Linked DNA regions of Mus musculus: region 2 is linked to region 1. Evidence: chromatin contacts called from public Hi-C data. All regions are on one chromosome and are shown on one strand. The core of a region is the stretch at or near the end of the contact, and the rest is flanking DNA. Distances in the headings are between cores, read along the strand shown.

What was found. Hi-C and Micro-C count contacts between places; a contact is called where the count stands out from the background.
Region 2: a contact with region 1 is called in a Hi-C map of liver, with 2.0 times the contacts expected there. The contact joins two enhancer-like sites. A contact is called at or near these places in 1 of 484 Hi-C or Micro-C datasets (liver), 3 of 115 datasets of contacts at active chromatin or transcription factors (embryonic fibroblasts and embryonic stem cells) and 1 of 9 other capture datasets (embryonic stem cells).

Annotation. Positions count from the first base shown.
Region 1 is chr2:68,898,159-68,905,940 of GRCm38.p6, reverse strand. All of the region lies in intron 1 of Cers6 (ceramide synthase 6), which reads right to left. Among named protein-coding and RNA genes, the nearest start is that of Cers6, 41 kb to the right of the region's middle. Within about 2 kb of position 5,075, at least 46 of the 459 cell types and tissues checked have an H3K27ac peak or open chromatin away from gene starts, as enhancers often do. A contact at or near this core is called in liver, where this site is marked.
Region 2 is chr2:69,057,985-69,065,766 of GRCm38.p6, reverse strand. The region is part of intron 6 of Cers6 (ceramide synthase 6); the gene reads right to left. Among named protein-coding and RNA genes, the nearest start is that of Gm39840, 68 kb to the left of the region's middle. Within about 2 kb of position 3,711, at least 14 of the 459 cell types and tissues checked have an H3K27ac peak or open chromatin away from gene starts, as enhancers often do. A contact at or near this core is called in liver, where this site is marked.

The DNA.
Region 1 (7,782 bases), core at 3,826-6,325:
AAATGTCAAGGAGGTTTTGAGAGATTTTGTATTGCCCTTAAAACTATAGAGCTGTTACAATAACACCCCTGAAACCAGAAGACCTAGGTTCAAAGCATAGCTGTATCACTACAGCCTGAGTGGTGGTACTCTATTTTTAAAATCTCTCAACAGATAATAATTCCATCTTTACATATAATCATGAGAAACAATTAATTAATTATTAATGCATGTCAAACACTTGAGCATTACTCAGCCCACCAGACCCTTAATAAAGGTTGGCCATGAAGAGTGTAGTGACGGGAATGGGACCGTCCCCATGCAACAGTGGATGCCCCACTCATGCATGTATGGATCGCACCAATTAGGCGTAGAGGGTGTAAAGTTGGGGGCATGCATGGGAAGCTGGAGGATGACGAACATGAAGGGGTGAACACAACTATATTTCATTTATACATGTATAAAGCTCAAGAATAAATAGAAACTATGTTAAAAAATTAAAACTTTAGCCAGACATGGTAATACATGGTAATCCCAGAACTCAGGTGACAAGAGTCAAGCAGATCTCTGTGAGTTAAGGCCAGCCTAGTCTATAAAGTTCGTTCCAGGCTAGCCAGGGTTACACAGTGAGATCTTATCTCAGAAGCTAAATTTAAAAGTTAAAAAAAAAAAAAAAAACTCACTAAGTGAGAGGCTAGGAAGATGGCTCAGTTGGAAAACGTCTACCATACAAGCATGAAGACCTGAATTTAAATCTTCAGTACTCACAGGAAAAAAATCCTGGTAGGACACACAATGTCTGTAATCCCAGCCCTGGGGATGGGGTAGCAGGCAGATCCCTGGAACTTGCTAGGCCCAGCCAGCCTAGCCAGTAGGTAAGGTCCAAATTCAGTAAGAGAACTTGTCTCAAAAATTAAGGTGAAGAGTCACTAAATAAAATACCAAGTGTCAACTTCTGGCACCCATATGTACGCATACCTATACAAACATACCTATATATGCATAACACAAACATGAGCCTATACACACATCGCATGGATGCTTGATACTATATGAATTCTCTGTCTGTCTGTCTGTCTATGTCTGTTTCTCTCTTCCTGCTTCCCCCTCATTAACTCTAGGACAAATGGTATGGAAGGTATAATTTCAGTTCTATGAACAGTACTATATCCTGATATCCTATAAATAACAAACAAATACAGACTTACAAATACAGATAAAACCATTTACATAGGATAATGCAAAAAATGGTGAAGAACCATAAACAAAGTTGCTCTAAGGACAGAATGTCAATATATTAGGTGTTATCAATTATTATGTGTTATATAATGTAAGCACTGCCTGCAGAAACACATTATTTTTTGATTTAGAGGTAACTTACAGATGAGATATTAGAAGAACTTAAAGAGGCTGCCTCTATGACAGAGTGTTGCAGAAAATTTGACGAAATCAATTGTTAGGCTTCTTTAGTCAAATGGAAAAATCTCTAGTACTCTCTGGCTGTTACATATAGAATTACTCAGTTTGCATGTGGGAAAGTGGCGATGTTGAGAATTCCTGGAAAGAAGCTGTGTCAGGAAAGACTGACTCATTAAAAGTGCAGTGAAGTGAGGAGGTTGGAATGTTGCAGGTCCAGAGGCTATTTACCCTATCTCAGGCTATCTTCAGCCCCATTCCTTGCCTTCCTCTCTGTCAGAGCTAACATCCTGTGGCTAATAGATAAAAACCTTTTAATACCTATTGACTTAGCAGACTACTTAGCATCCGTCAATCTAAAGGCTAAGAATATTATCAGATAATATCTGGGGCCTATAGGAAAGCTTCACCCATCTTATTGTAAACAACTCTCAGATGTACCTATCAATATATTTTAAACTTGCCTTGATGGGGCTTTGTTTTGTTAAATGATAAAACTTGATGAAACTGCTTTCCACAATGGAACATGAGCATTGGTCCATGTCACTCAAACTGTCTCCAAACATAACTATAACTTATTCCTCTTAAGGAGAGAGTTGGGTTTGTTTGTTTGTTTGCAGAGACAGTGCTTATAAAGGAGAAGACTGTTCGCATAGGAGAACAGTCACTGTAGAAGCTAAGGATAAAACAGTCTCTGCAAATGAATGAGCCTACATCATACACAGGCTACCACACTTATATATTTAAACTTTTACATCCAGGAATACAGATGCAGAAAGAGAAAATAAATACAACCAAATGCAAATTGCACACGAGGTAGTGGATATTTGTGAAAGCGATGTGTTGGTTATACGACCCCTTCAGCGTTCTATGTATAAAAAGTTTAGTGAGTGAGTGGAAATGTTCCTCTTCGTTATCAATAAGCTCTTCTGTAGTATATTTTTAAATGCAGATACACATATCTTTTGAAAAGAAGTTAATAAAAATATATGATCTTTTTGCTGCAATTCCCAAGTTAGTTAAAATTCTAAGTACTATTTTTAATTTTTTTTAATCACAGAAGCTTAAGTTTCTATTTTTACATTTTCTTTATTTTCCTGAACTAGCCAAGTATCTATATGTTGTGTTAATCGAAATGCATGGTGCTTACACCACAGTTTAAACCACATAAGGCTCATCAGGGATGAACATGAATGCTTTGAATATAGACCATAGAGTCTTAGATATTGTCTTCCATATGAAAGAATCTTGAACATTTTAACAGCGTTTAAAACACTTTAGAAGAGATGATTATATAAACTACCTGAAATTGCCTGAGGATAAGTATGCTAATAACACAAGTGGTTTTGTTTTAATGCATCAATAAATCATGTTAGAAGCTTTATTCTTAGAGATAATTGCTGTTTTTAACTCTTACAAAATATGAAGTACTCCACCTATATTAGCATATTAAATATCATTTATCGTTTCTCTTAATTTTTCTCATGGTTATTATTTTAGGGCATGTTGTTATAATTACCCTCTCTTAATACGCAAGGTAATAAAGAGATCAGCAGCATGAAGACTGAAACAATACAAAATAAATGTAGCTGTTTTATAACGGAAATCCGTCTGCTCCCCAAGAAGTCATTCATGAAACTGGATCAGGCAGCTAAGTGCCAGCACTGAGGAACATCCTGCTCATCTCTGCCGCCACGCCCCCTCCTGCCCCACAGCATGCACATAGATCACAAAGACAAGGCTTAAAGTTCACTCCATCCACCGTCACCAACATCTGCATCACAGATAAGACACTGACCCTCAGCAAAGAGTGCCAGCACCAGGGTCACTGAGTGACAGGCACAGGGCCAGGACTGTGTCATCATTCTCCCAAAAGGTTATCTAGTTCACGGACCCAGGGTTATTCCACCTTTGCAGGCTTGAATAAATGTGTGAAAATAGTGAGTGGAAAGTGGGTGCATGCTGTGAATATTTGGAATGTGCTCAAAAATTAAATTGGTTAAATGAACTGGAATGAGAGGTACACGCCACCTCAAGTAATTTTGCCACAAACATCGTTACCCAGGGAAGAGCACACCAACTGGTTGTCTAATGCTCAGCCCTGAAAGCAAGCATACAAGTGACATTATACAGACTAGGTAGGCTGTATTTATATACTTAGGACTGTGTATGTATATACATCTATGCATGTAACAACAACTGATGAAAAAAGAGGGCATGCATTTGAAAGAGAGCCAAGGGGGGTATGGGGGGCATGAAGAGAAGGAAGGGAAGGGAGGAGTGGTGCAATTATATTATAGTCTCAACAAATAGAATTAATAATTTTTTAAAAATTGGAGAAATGATTGTTGTTCCTTGCCCCAAATACTTTGCTATTGCTGGGATAAACACCATGACCAAAACCAGTTGGGGAGGCAAAGTTGACTTGCCTTGCAGGATTCAGTCTATCTCTAGGGAAACCAAGGCAGGAACACAAGGCAAGAACCTGAAGGCAGGAACTGACAATGGAGGAATGACTACTGTTTACTGGCATGATCATCTACATTTCCCATGAAGCCCAGGCTCACCTCCTCGTGGAAAGCACTACCCAGAGTAAGCTGGGGCCTCGCACATCAATCAACCAAGAAAACATCCCACAGACAAGCCCACAGGCCTGTGGTGAAACTATTTAAGAATATATAACTGTGTGGTGGAAGAGATAGCTTAAGAGGTAAGAGTGTTTCCTACTCTTATAGAATGAATATCTCTGGGTTCAGTTCTCAGCACCCCCATCAGGTGTTTTACCTGTTTTGCCTATTCCAGAAGATTCAACACCCCCTGGCCTCTTCAGACATGGTATGTGGTTCCTATAAACTCAGGCAAACATATATACATATATACATACATAGGAATTTTCTTAATTTTAAAAAAAATTAAAGATTATCTAAATTGTATCCCATAAAGGGAACATTCAGTCAAGCTGGCAGAGTTCATGAAGCCAAAGAAGAATATAGATTTCATGCCTCAAAAAAAAAGAAATACTTTTAACCAAGAGTGAATTAGACTGAACTCTATTAAACCTAGTATGAGTACATAGCAGCAACTGCAATAAAGAAAATGTGGTTTGATGTTTAAATGACCATCTCAAAAGTAAACGCCAAAATCGATCTAAGATTACAGACACAGAAAGTCGCCCAGAGGAGCAAAATGGCCTCTGATCACAAAAACCCTTGATGGAAATCTGATCATAGACCACTGTGGTATCTCAGAAAGGCAGTAACAGTGCCATGGAAACAGGAAGCTTAAAGCAGAGTGCATAATTAAGAGTCAGGATCGCAAGTGTCCACTCAAGCCTTATCTGGACAGAAAGGAAGCTGCCTGGAGAAATGTGGCGGTCTGCACATACAGGAAACCCAGCCTGTTTCTCTCCCTTGTCAATTTTAACTCGGCGCAGTGTTACAAGCCAGGAAGCTCTGATATTTTATCTGGATTTTGCCTCCTCACCTACAAAGGAAAGGCTAATGTGCCTAAAGTTAATGAACTTATTCCAACTCTGAGGTAGACAGGAAAACAATGTTTTCCAAACTCTATCCTCCACTCGTGGAGAAAGGTTTTCCTGTTGGTTCCAGTTCTAAGCTGTCTTCTCTTCCCATAACACAGTAGGAATCTAGCAGGTCGGGGTCCACCACAGAAGGGCGGGTGAGAGGACTAAGCACCTTCCTGCTTAGAGACACAGCTTCCCTGTCAACTGTGTGAGCACAGACAGCAGAGTGACGAGCAGTCCAAGTCAGGCCCTGCTTTCCACATGCTAAATGGAACTGGTTTTGCAGAGGGCTTAGATCTAGAATCAGGAACATCATACCTGAAATTCCCAACAGTTAAGAGAGCTGGAAAAAACTTCAAAGGGAAGAGAGCAAGGCTAAGAGAAGCACCTGAGTTCTAACAGAACGCCAGCCAGCGTAGGAAGAATGGCTACCACGCCAGCGGGAGTTGATTCAGGTGCAATCATCACTGAGGCTGGTGGATTGAGTTTTGATAAGAAGCTGATGCTGGCAGAATTCTCAAAACTCTTCATACAAAATCCAAACTTGTTACAAAAGAGAAGACATTGCAGGTGGTTGTGGGTAAGGTTGTCGTGCAGGCGACCGAGGTTTCACATCCACAATAGTGGACAGGTATGCTATGCATGCATCTTCCAGCTCGGATACAGTGTCTTCAGATGAACACAGCATTCTTTCTGAGTCCTGAAACTGTGTTAACTAAGATGACTCACGAGGAAACATTAGAAAGAACCTTATCTCTGGATAATTAAAGCCCTGTGCTCTTTAAAACTGTCAAGGGTTCCAAAGACAAGGGAAGCTGAGAAACTGTTTTTAATCAAGAGTTCAAAGAGCCATGAGCATTATATGCAATGTATACACCTGGACAGGATCCTGAAACAGAAGGAAAAAAGACCTATTGTTGAGTTTACAATGCCGATATTATGAATTGAATGGCAGTTTGTTTGCTAAGTTTTAGTGCTCTCACTGGTTATGTTGGAGATCATTATTGTTGGGCAAAGTGCACGGTCAAGTGATTCAAGGTAACTGGACAATAGATTTGCAACTTGCTCTCACAAGGCAAAGATAAGGAGTTCAAGATCACAAGCATATGCTACAGAGAGAGCACAGACCATAGTATGAATACAGTAAAATATTAACCATGAGGAAACCCAGAATCTGTCAACTCTATGTCCATTTAGCAACAACTGTAAATTTGAAATTACCTGAAAATTAATTATTGAAAATAACCAATCCATTGGAAAATTATAACTTTGACACTGTGTATAAATGAAGAGAATATATTTATTATGATTTGCATAGACATATTCCCCGCACGGGTCACAGCTGTTCTGTTGGTGGAGGCTATGAACCTTTAAACTATAAATCCTCACTGCTATAGAGCATTAGAGGAAGGTCTTATGGGTTACAATCCACCCCACATTTCTGTCCCTCTGTCTGCCAAGCTGCTCTAGCAATGCCTTCCCCATCTGGAAGGACTGGCTCCTTGAGCTGTGAGCCACATCTCCTCTCCTCAGTCAGGGATTTGATCACAGTGACATAAAATCACTACATAATGTTAACAAGAAAAGATCATAACATGTTAGGTGGGCTCTAGCGCTTCACAGCATAGAAGGTTAGCCATCTAATTTGTTCAAATCCGTTTTGGGAGAAACATTGCTTAACTCATCGTGAAGGTTTCTGTATTTTGAGTATGGCATGGTAGTGAGTGCACACCTGGAATCCAAGCAGCTGGGAAGGAGAGATAAGATGACTACAAGTTTAGGACATCTTGGGTTCCACGGAAGGGAAGGGGAGGGGAGGGGAGGGGAGGGGAGGGGAGGGGAGGGGAGGGGAGGAGAAGAGGAAGGGGAGGAGAGGAGGAAGGGGAGGGGAGGGGAGGGGAGGGGAGGGGAGGAGAGGAGGAAGGGGAGGGGAGGGGAGGGGAGGGGAGGGGAGGGGAGGGGAGGGGAGGAGAGGAGAGGAGAGGAGAGGAGAGGAGAGGAGAGGAGAGGAGAGGAGAGGAGAGGAGAGGAGAGGAGAGGAGAGGAGAGGAGAGGGAAAAGAAAATTGTTGCTAAGTTGGAATAAAGAAAATAATTTGGTTAATAGTATCATAGCAATCACAGTGGACATAGGCTACATAGGTCCCTGAAAAACTTTTTGCATGAACCTGCTGTGGTGTTTGGAAGGAAATGATCCCCATAGGCACATAACTTGACTGCTTGGTCCCCAGTTGGTGGAACTGTACAGGAAGGATTAGAAGGTGTGGTCCTGTTGAAGGTGGTGTGGTCTTGGTGGAAGTGTGTCACTAGGGGAGGGCTTGAGCTTCAGCCATTCCAGCTGCTAAGTTTCTCTGCCAACGGGCTGGTGTATCAAGATGAGAGCTCTTAGATATCCCTTCACTCCATCACAGAGTCTGACCTTCTGAAACTATAACTCAAATTAAATACTTTCTTTTATGGGTTGTTTTGGTCATGGTGTTTTATCACAGTAATAGAAAAGTAACCAAAATAACTGCAGAGTGATTCACCAGTAACCGTGTCCCATGCTCCTATGTCCTCGTGGGCTAGGAAAGTAATACCCAGTGTGGCCTAACCAGTTATAAGGTACTCTGTACATCGCATGCCACCAACCACCACATAAAAGGGGGTAACTCTTGACAGAAAGTCCTCAGGTATGATCAAAGAAATGTACAAAGTATTCTCTCATCAATAATTAAGTAAATAAATAAAACATCACATTCATAAAAACTCAAGTGCAGTTAAAAAAATAACTCAGATCCTCAGAAAAGCAGGTTAACAACAACCTAACAGGCATCACCAGTGTGAATGTTTTTAAATGATAAAAATAATCCCATACTTTTTTTT
Region 2 (7,782 bases), core at 2,462-4,961, 160 kb before region 1:
AACTTCCTTATCTTGCAATTAAGATGCTGGATTAGATCTTTTTTTTTTAGCTGTCAATTCTATAATTCTCAGTTTAATAGCTCCAGTGATTGACCCCTGAAGTCTTTATGCAACTAATTTCAGACCTGTCTAACTTAGAGATTTAAGAAAGTATACTCATTCATGCGTATGCAGGCAAAGCAGGCACCGACCTGTCAAACACCCCCACCTCCCCTCTGATTTTTACAACAGGAGCTGTTGGTGTCACTCTGCTTCTCATTTCTAAAAGTCACCCTTGAGACCTCTAATACTTCTACAAGCTTTGTGTTCCTTTTGGTGAAGATGCTCAAGGATCATTTTGGATCCCAGGAAGGGGTTGCATTGATAACCTCACACCTAGGTCAATCTCTGAGATCTAAACCATATGCCAGTTCCATCCATGAGGTTAGGTATTTAATAATTAAAACACAGTGATGTAGTTTCAATGGACTCAGTCTCTAAACTAGTGGTACAGCACTGACGGTGGCCACCGGTGGCAGGAAAACAGTCTGTCTTGCCTCTGTTAGTGCTTCATCCCCAAACAGAACAAAGTCACACCACCTGCTAACCCAGGCCACCCCCATTCCTCAGACCCAGAGTCTTACCTCACAGACAGACGAGAAATGATGACCACACTGAGTTGTGTGAGGAATTGCACACAGGCACAACAAAGCTGTTCTTGAAGCTACTAAAACACTAGCGAATCTTTACACTATCCGGAGCCTTCCTATTGAAGGCAGATGATGCCAAAAGGCAGATGATGCCAAGAGGCCTCTGGCAGACAATACAAACTGCCCTGCTGCTGTGTTCCAATGAAAGATGAATTCTGCTCCCCATGACCTGGAGAAGGGTGTTTTACCACACATAGCACTTCAGAACAGCAGCCGAACTGAAGTAGCCCTAACCCATCAACTGCTATGTCAAACCGAGTCTTACACAGGACTAAATCAAAACGCATAGTTCAGGAACTCAGTGAGTTTATAGTCACCTATCCTTACCAGGTAGCTTTTGACATCTAAGTAGCTGAATACCTAAAACCAGTTAGGTTAGGTGCTCCCACCCTCCCAACGGTTCAGCCCCAAATGGCAGCTCTCAGCTTTTTAGAAGAAAGAGAACAAAAGGTTTTCTCTATTAATTTCGAGATGAATAAATATAAATTGTTAAAGCACTTATGGAAGATTAGGGCCACTTCCCAATTAAATATCCTAATTTGTATCTGATAGAAATGTCAACAACAATGCCTGTCAGAATCACGAGGAACCTTCAAAAATAAAAGCCTTGTTTTTCAGATAAAATTTGCTTTGTGAAGATGAGCTTTGACTGTAAATCCCTTGTTCTAAAAAAAGAAAAAAAGTGTTTTCTTACTGCCGCTGCTCAGAGGCAGCCATAGCAGAGGGCTGGTTTCCATTATAGTCCTATCTATACGAACAGGAAAGGCGGAGATAATGGTCTTCTTTAACATTTGTGCTTTAGAAGGTCTTAGACACAGTCCAATCCCTCACAATCGCCTGTTACTCACATCCTGTCACCCAGCACGTATCTTTGAGTAGGCACTGAGTTTGATCCAAATAACTGTGCTTTTAAAAGCTGTCCATTTGGATTGTGTCTGCACAGGGAGGAGAGTTTCCATCCTCCCGTTCGTTACTGCTGGAAATGATAGTGTGCTTGCAGACACAATGGCTCACAGAATATTAGGCTTCAGGTTGACGATGTTTCCCAAACCGTCTTCCGCAGGAGAAATCATGTGAGAGCCTGGGCTCCATGGTTGGCCTTTGGGTTAGTGCTTGATTGCAAGCACCAGAAGCGCCCTGGCCTCAGCAGTGACCCAAACCACCTGTAATGTCATTTTGTCTCTTGACAGAATCGCTCGTCCTCAAGAGTTCCCTCTGTGTTCCTCGGCGTTTCCCACAGACCCCACCATCTTGTTAGTGGTTCCTCACATGTTATCAGAGACAAGAAAAAAAGGAACCAGATGTGGTTTTGACCCAAATTCCAGTAGAAAAACTCTGAAATAAAAGAATTCAAGGATAAGCCATCCATTATAATGGCAAAACTTAGTAAGACAGAGTCCCCCCACTGTTTTTTGTTTGTTTGTTTGGTTTGGTTTGGTTTGTTTGGTTTGGTTTGTTTTGGTTTTTCAAGACAGGGTTTCTCTGTATAGCCCTGGCTGTCCTGGAACTCACTCTGTAGACCAGGCTGGCCTCAAACTCAGAAATCCTCCTGTCTCTGCCTCCCAAGTGCTGGGATTAAAGGCATGTGCCACCATGCCTGGCTCGAGTCCCCCACTATTAAAAAACAAAACAAAACAAAACAAAACAAAACAAAACAAAACAAAACAAAACAAAATAAAACGAACCAGAACCTTTACTTCTCTAGGGGAATTTTATAAACAACAAAGTATTAGCACAACAAAGCCAAAGAGATAATCACTCACTAAGACATATGTGCCAGATTCTAGATAACACAGCTCCCTCCAAGTTTACTATGTTAGAGTCTTTGAAATGTTATCTTCTACCTTGTAAAGGGACCACAAATTCATCTCAATGTACCTGCCTTTATTAAGATAAAATTACATCATAAAAAGCTACACCATACACATATACTCCTTCTATGTGTAAGAAATTTTTCCTTAAATTTTTATTTGGAATGAACTGAATGAAAAAAGTATTATTGAGCTACCTCAAAAAAAAGGAGTAAGGCTTCTGAGATTCTAACTAGGGCTGGGACAAACATTCATAGACAGCGAAGATCGTAAATACTTCTAAAAATCAAGACAGTAGAAAAGACTTTGCTCAGATGCAAAGAAAATGTATGTTGTCTTGAATTTAATAAAGTTAATACATATAAATAATAACTTGTAATTTTGCTCAAAGAATAGCAATTAGGTACTTACGACCCATTTAACAGATTTCTAAGACTCCTAGAAACAGGACAACAGCAGAGTTTGCAATTGACATTGTATGATTTCTCTATCTCTGTTTCCCTCTCTTCCTCTTCCCTCTCCCCACTCTTCCGCCTCTTCCTTTCCTTCAAGGCTCATAAGTTATTCTACTTCAAAGCAGAGATAGAGAAACTGTCAGAATTGTGGTTATGAATAAAGTTTTATTAAAACCCTAACTGCACCCACTTGTTTCCTTTCTGTCTTACATGGCTTTCTTGCTCTGGTAGCACACTTGAAAAACTGCAACAGAAAGCACCTACAACTTTACAACACTACCTGGTCCTTACAGTAAAGTTTGATGACCCTTGTTTTAGAATCATGCCAAAGGGCATCATGTGAGAAACTCAGTTATGCAACGCAGCAGGTTTGTAGTCTCTGCCTTACTTGATTCTGGCAAAGGATATGTAAGAGGTTAATTTTCACAGCTCTTCTGAAGCAATCCAAACCAATTTAATACTGCTCATGAAATTCATATAAACCATAAGGAGCTCTGAAAGGCACCCTCATCAAAGGTCATGATCGATTATAACTACAACTTCTAGACAACTGAAAGGCCAGCAATGGCTTCTCCAGCTTCTAAAAGCAGGAGCGGTGTGTCCAGATTGGCCAGCATTTTCTCTGTTGCTAGAAGCACCATTATTTTATGGCTTCTGGAAAAAGATATAAATGAGGCAGGGAACTGCTGTGTAAGGGCTGTTCACCCGATCTTTCTCCTGTACAACATTTATGGTGCCCTTTCAAGATTGAGAACTCATAATCTTGTCCGCTGTGGATTAGTTAATATTTAATCTTTAATTGATTTTTTATTACATTAGAAAGGAGCACAATAAAATGTTATTTGTGCCAACAGAAACAGTATGATAGTGCTACCAATCACTTCTGGAGGGGGTAGTCAGAACATGGTGCTAGTTTGCAGTGTTCTGAGCCAGTCTTCAGTCTTCCACCTCTCTCCATCCAAGCAAGCTCTCAAACCCTCTGATTTCAAATGCCATCAGTGTGTTTATTCAAACACACATATGCCATTTTTCTCACAAGTTGTCTACATGCAACTACCTGGTCTTTATAATGGACTCTCTAGGTTCTGTTTAAATCACCCTTGACCTGGCCATATTAGTTTGCATGAATTTAAATGAGAAAAGGTCACTTCTGAGGTATTAAAAATATAGTTTATGTAAGTCTGAAGAACTCCATTAGTTCACAAATGAATCTCTCCATTTTCTGCAAAGGTCCCTATAAGAGCTCAACCACAAAGCCCATCTAACCTGAAAGCATCCAACACCATCAGTAGGGGGCAGACTGTGCTCAACTAAAATCAGAGCTACTTGATGGGACTCCAGCCAGCATCTTCATAGGTACTCCCAAAGTCTTGAGGCCCAATGACAATGAACAATCAGAGACTCAATTTTGTGCTTCACATAGAGGGTGGAGAATATCTTCTCCAGGCTAAACAGTTGGGGATGGTGCTGTAAGCTGTTGGGCAGAGTTCAGGGGAGCTCTTATAGTTAGCAACCATATCTTCTTCTTGTTCCTCTTCCTTCAGCCATCCCAGTACCTGCTCCTACACCTGAATTCTAGCTGTGGCATTTCCTCAAAGCTGGCGTAGAAAGTATGCATATTTCCTCTTTCTAAACCCCACATTTGCAATGAATACCTAGCAAACGCCTAAGTACCTTCTAATTTGACTACTAATTTTCATGTGCAGAAGCTCCGAAGCTGTGATGTCTTCCTGATGGCAGCTCCATAAAACAATATTCAGAGCTCTCTCTCTCTCTCTCTCTCTCTCTCTCTCTCTTTTTTTTTTTTTAGATGGGAGCTGAGGCACCTAGACATCAAGTTCTCCAAAGTCACATTGTGACAATGGGCTAGAGCCAGTTCCATGCAGTCTGGAGTTCAGGCTGGTGAATATCCTACTCCTAGCTTCTCAGGGACAAATATAAGGGGAAGGGTGACTGTAAAGAGGCAGAGGTGTTGGTTAGGAGAAACCATCAGGTGAGGGACAAACAGAACAAGGACTGTCCCTGGGAGATGACAAGGGCATTGTGAGAGCCAGGCTGCAAGGAGTGGCCTTGGGCCTGAGGCACAGTGCTTCCAGGGAGATCAAAGCCCCAAGCATGGCTTGTTGGTATTTATAAGGATAGGGGCTGAATGGGGTCATTAGTCCAGGATAGTTAGAACTACAATGACCCAGAGTGGAGATTTTTCTGGCTCTCTAGAATGACTTGAGAGGAATTCCCCCAGAAGACCAAATAACAACTTCCAATTGAAGAGAATATCATAAGGAACAGAAGATTCTCCCACACCCAGGGAGGCAGACATCTAGCTGAGGCCCAAGACTTAGGATATACAGTCCCAGGTATGGGTCCTTGGGCAATACAGCAGCACATAAGTTCTTGTCACCCTCCTGTACCTATGCAGATCAATCTTTCCAGTGGCCAGACATCTGAATCAAAGACCGAAAGATAACTTCATCTTTAAAAATGCATGTAGAGCTGCTTCCCCACCTGGGTGAGATCAGGGACCCAATACCCTCTCACACACTACAGTCTGTCTGCCTCCCAGGGGGTCTGAAGTAACCACGGTCACAGGAGGCCTTCTCTAACCAGAGACTCAGGAGGTTGATCCTAACCAGAGATAGCACTGCCTACCTACCAGGAGACTGGTTCTAACCCAGGTCACAGAGCTCTACCTGCCTCCAAGGAGGCCAGTCAGAAGATTCTGGACAGATGTCATTCAGAACCTAAGAGACTACAAATGCTCGTCTAGTATACTATACCCAGCAAAACTCTCAATCACCATGGATGGAGAAACCAAGCTATTCCATGACAAAACCAAATTTAAACAATGATCTTTCTACTAATCCATCCCTACAGAGGATACTAGGAGGAAATCTCCAACACCAGGAGGGTAACTACACCCAAGAAAACACTAGAAATTAAACATTTCACAACAAATCCAAAAGAGGAGAATCACACACACATAACACCACCTCTAGCAACAAAAATAATGGGAATTAACAATCATCTGTCTTTAATATCTCTCAACATCAATGGACTCAATTCTCCAATAAAAAAAACTGGATACATAAACACAATTCAGCATTTTGCTCCGTACAAGAAACACACCTCAGTGATGAATACAGACACTACCTCAGAGCAAAAGTGCTGAAAAAAAGTTTTCCAAGCAAATGATCCCAAGAAACAAGCTATAGTTGCCATTCTTATCAAATGCGATAGGAAAGGGCACTTCATATTTATCAAAGGAAAAATCCACCAGGAAAAAGTCTCAATTTTGAACATCCATATCCTAATGCAAGGACACCCACATTCATAAAACAAACTCAAAACGTACACTGCATATCACACAGAGTGGGAGATTTCAACACCTCGCTTTCACCAATGGACAGATCATGGAAACAAACAGAATAGAGACACAGTGGAACTAACAGAAGTTATAAAGCAAATGGATTTAACATATATCAACAGAACATTTCACCCCAAAACAAGAGAATATACTTTCTTCTCATGGAACCCAAGAAGAGTAGAAGGCAGGAAATAGTCAAACTCAGGGCTGAAATCAACTAATTGGAAACAAAGAATCAACAAAACCAAGAGCTGGTTCTTTGAGAAAATCAAGGAGCTAGATAAACCCTTAGCTAAACTAACTAAAAGACACAGAGACAGTATCCAAATTATCAAAATCAGAAATGAAAAGGAAGACATTACAACAGAAACTGAGGAAATTCAAAAAAATCATCAGAATTACTACAAAAGCCTATACTCAACACAACTGGAAAAATCTAGATGAAATGAATGATAATCTAGACAGATGCCATGTACCAAAGTTAAATCAAAATCAAGTAAACTATCTAAACATTTCCATAACCCCTAAGGAAATAGAAATAGCCATTAACCTCCCCCCTCCCCACAAAAAAGCCTACAGTCAGATGGTTTTAGTGCAGGATTCTACCAGACCTTCAAAGAAGAGGTAATACCAATACTCCTGAAAACGATTCCACAAAATAGAAACAGAATGAACACTACTGAATTCATTCTATGAAGCCACAGTTACTCTGATATCTAAACCACCCAAAGACCAAACAAAGAAAGAGAACTTCAGACCAATTTCACTTATGAATATCAATGCAAAAATACTCAATAAAATTCTCCCGAATCAAATCCAAGAACAAATCAAAACCATCATTATTAACTACGATCAAAGACACTTCATCCCAGGAATGCAGAGATAGTTCAACATGCGAAAATCCATCAATGTTATATACTATATAAATGACCTCAAGGAAAAAAAAAGTCACATAATCATCTCAATACATGCTGAAAAGCTTTCAACAAAATACAAAAGCAATCTACAGATTCAATGAAATCTCCATCAAAATTCCAACACAAGTAATTCTTCACAGACAAGGAAAGAACAATTCTCAACTTCATATGGAAAAACAAAAAATCCCAGGATAGCCAAAACAATTCTCAACAATAAAAGAACTTCTGGGGGGAAATCACCATCACTGACCTCAAGCTGTACGACAAAGCAGCAGTGATAAACAGAGACAAACAGGACGATCAGTGGGATAGAATCGAAGACCCAGAAATAAACCCACACACCTATGGACACTTGATCTTCAATAAAGAAGCCAAAAACATACAGTGGTAAAAAAAAAGCATCTTCAATAAATGGTGCTGGTCTTATTGGCTGTCTGCATGTAGAAGAATGAAAATAGACCCATAGTTATCACCTTTCACAAAGCTCCAAGCCCAAGTGGATCAAAGACATCAACATAAAACCAGATACACTGAATCTAATAGAAG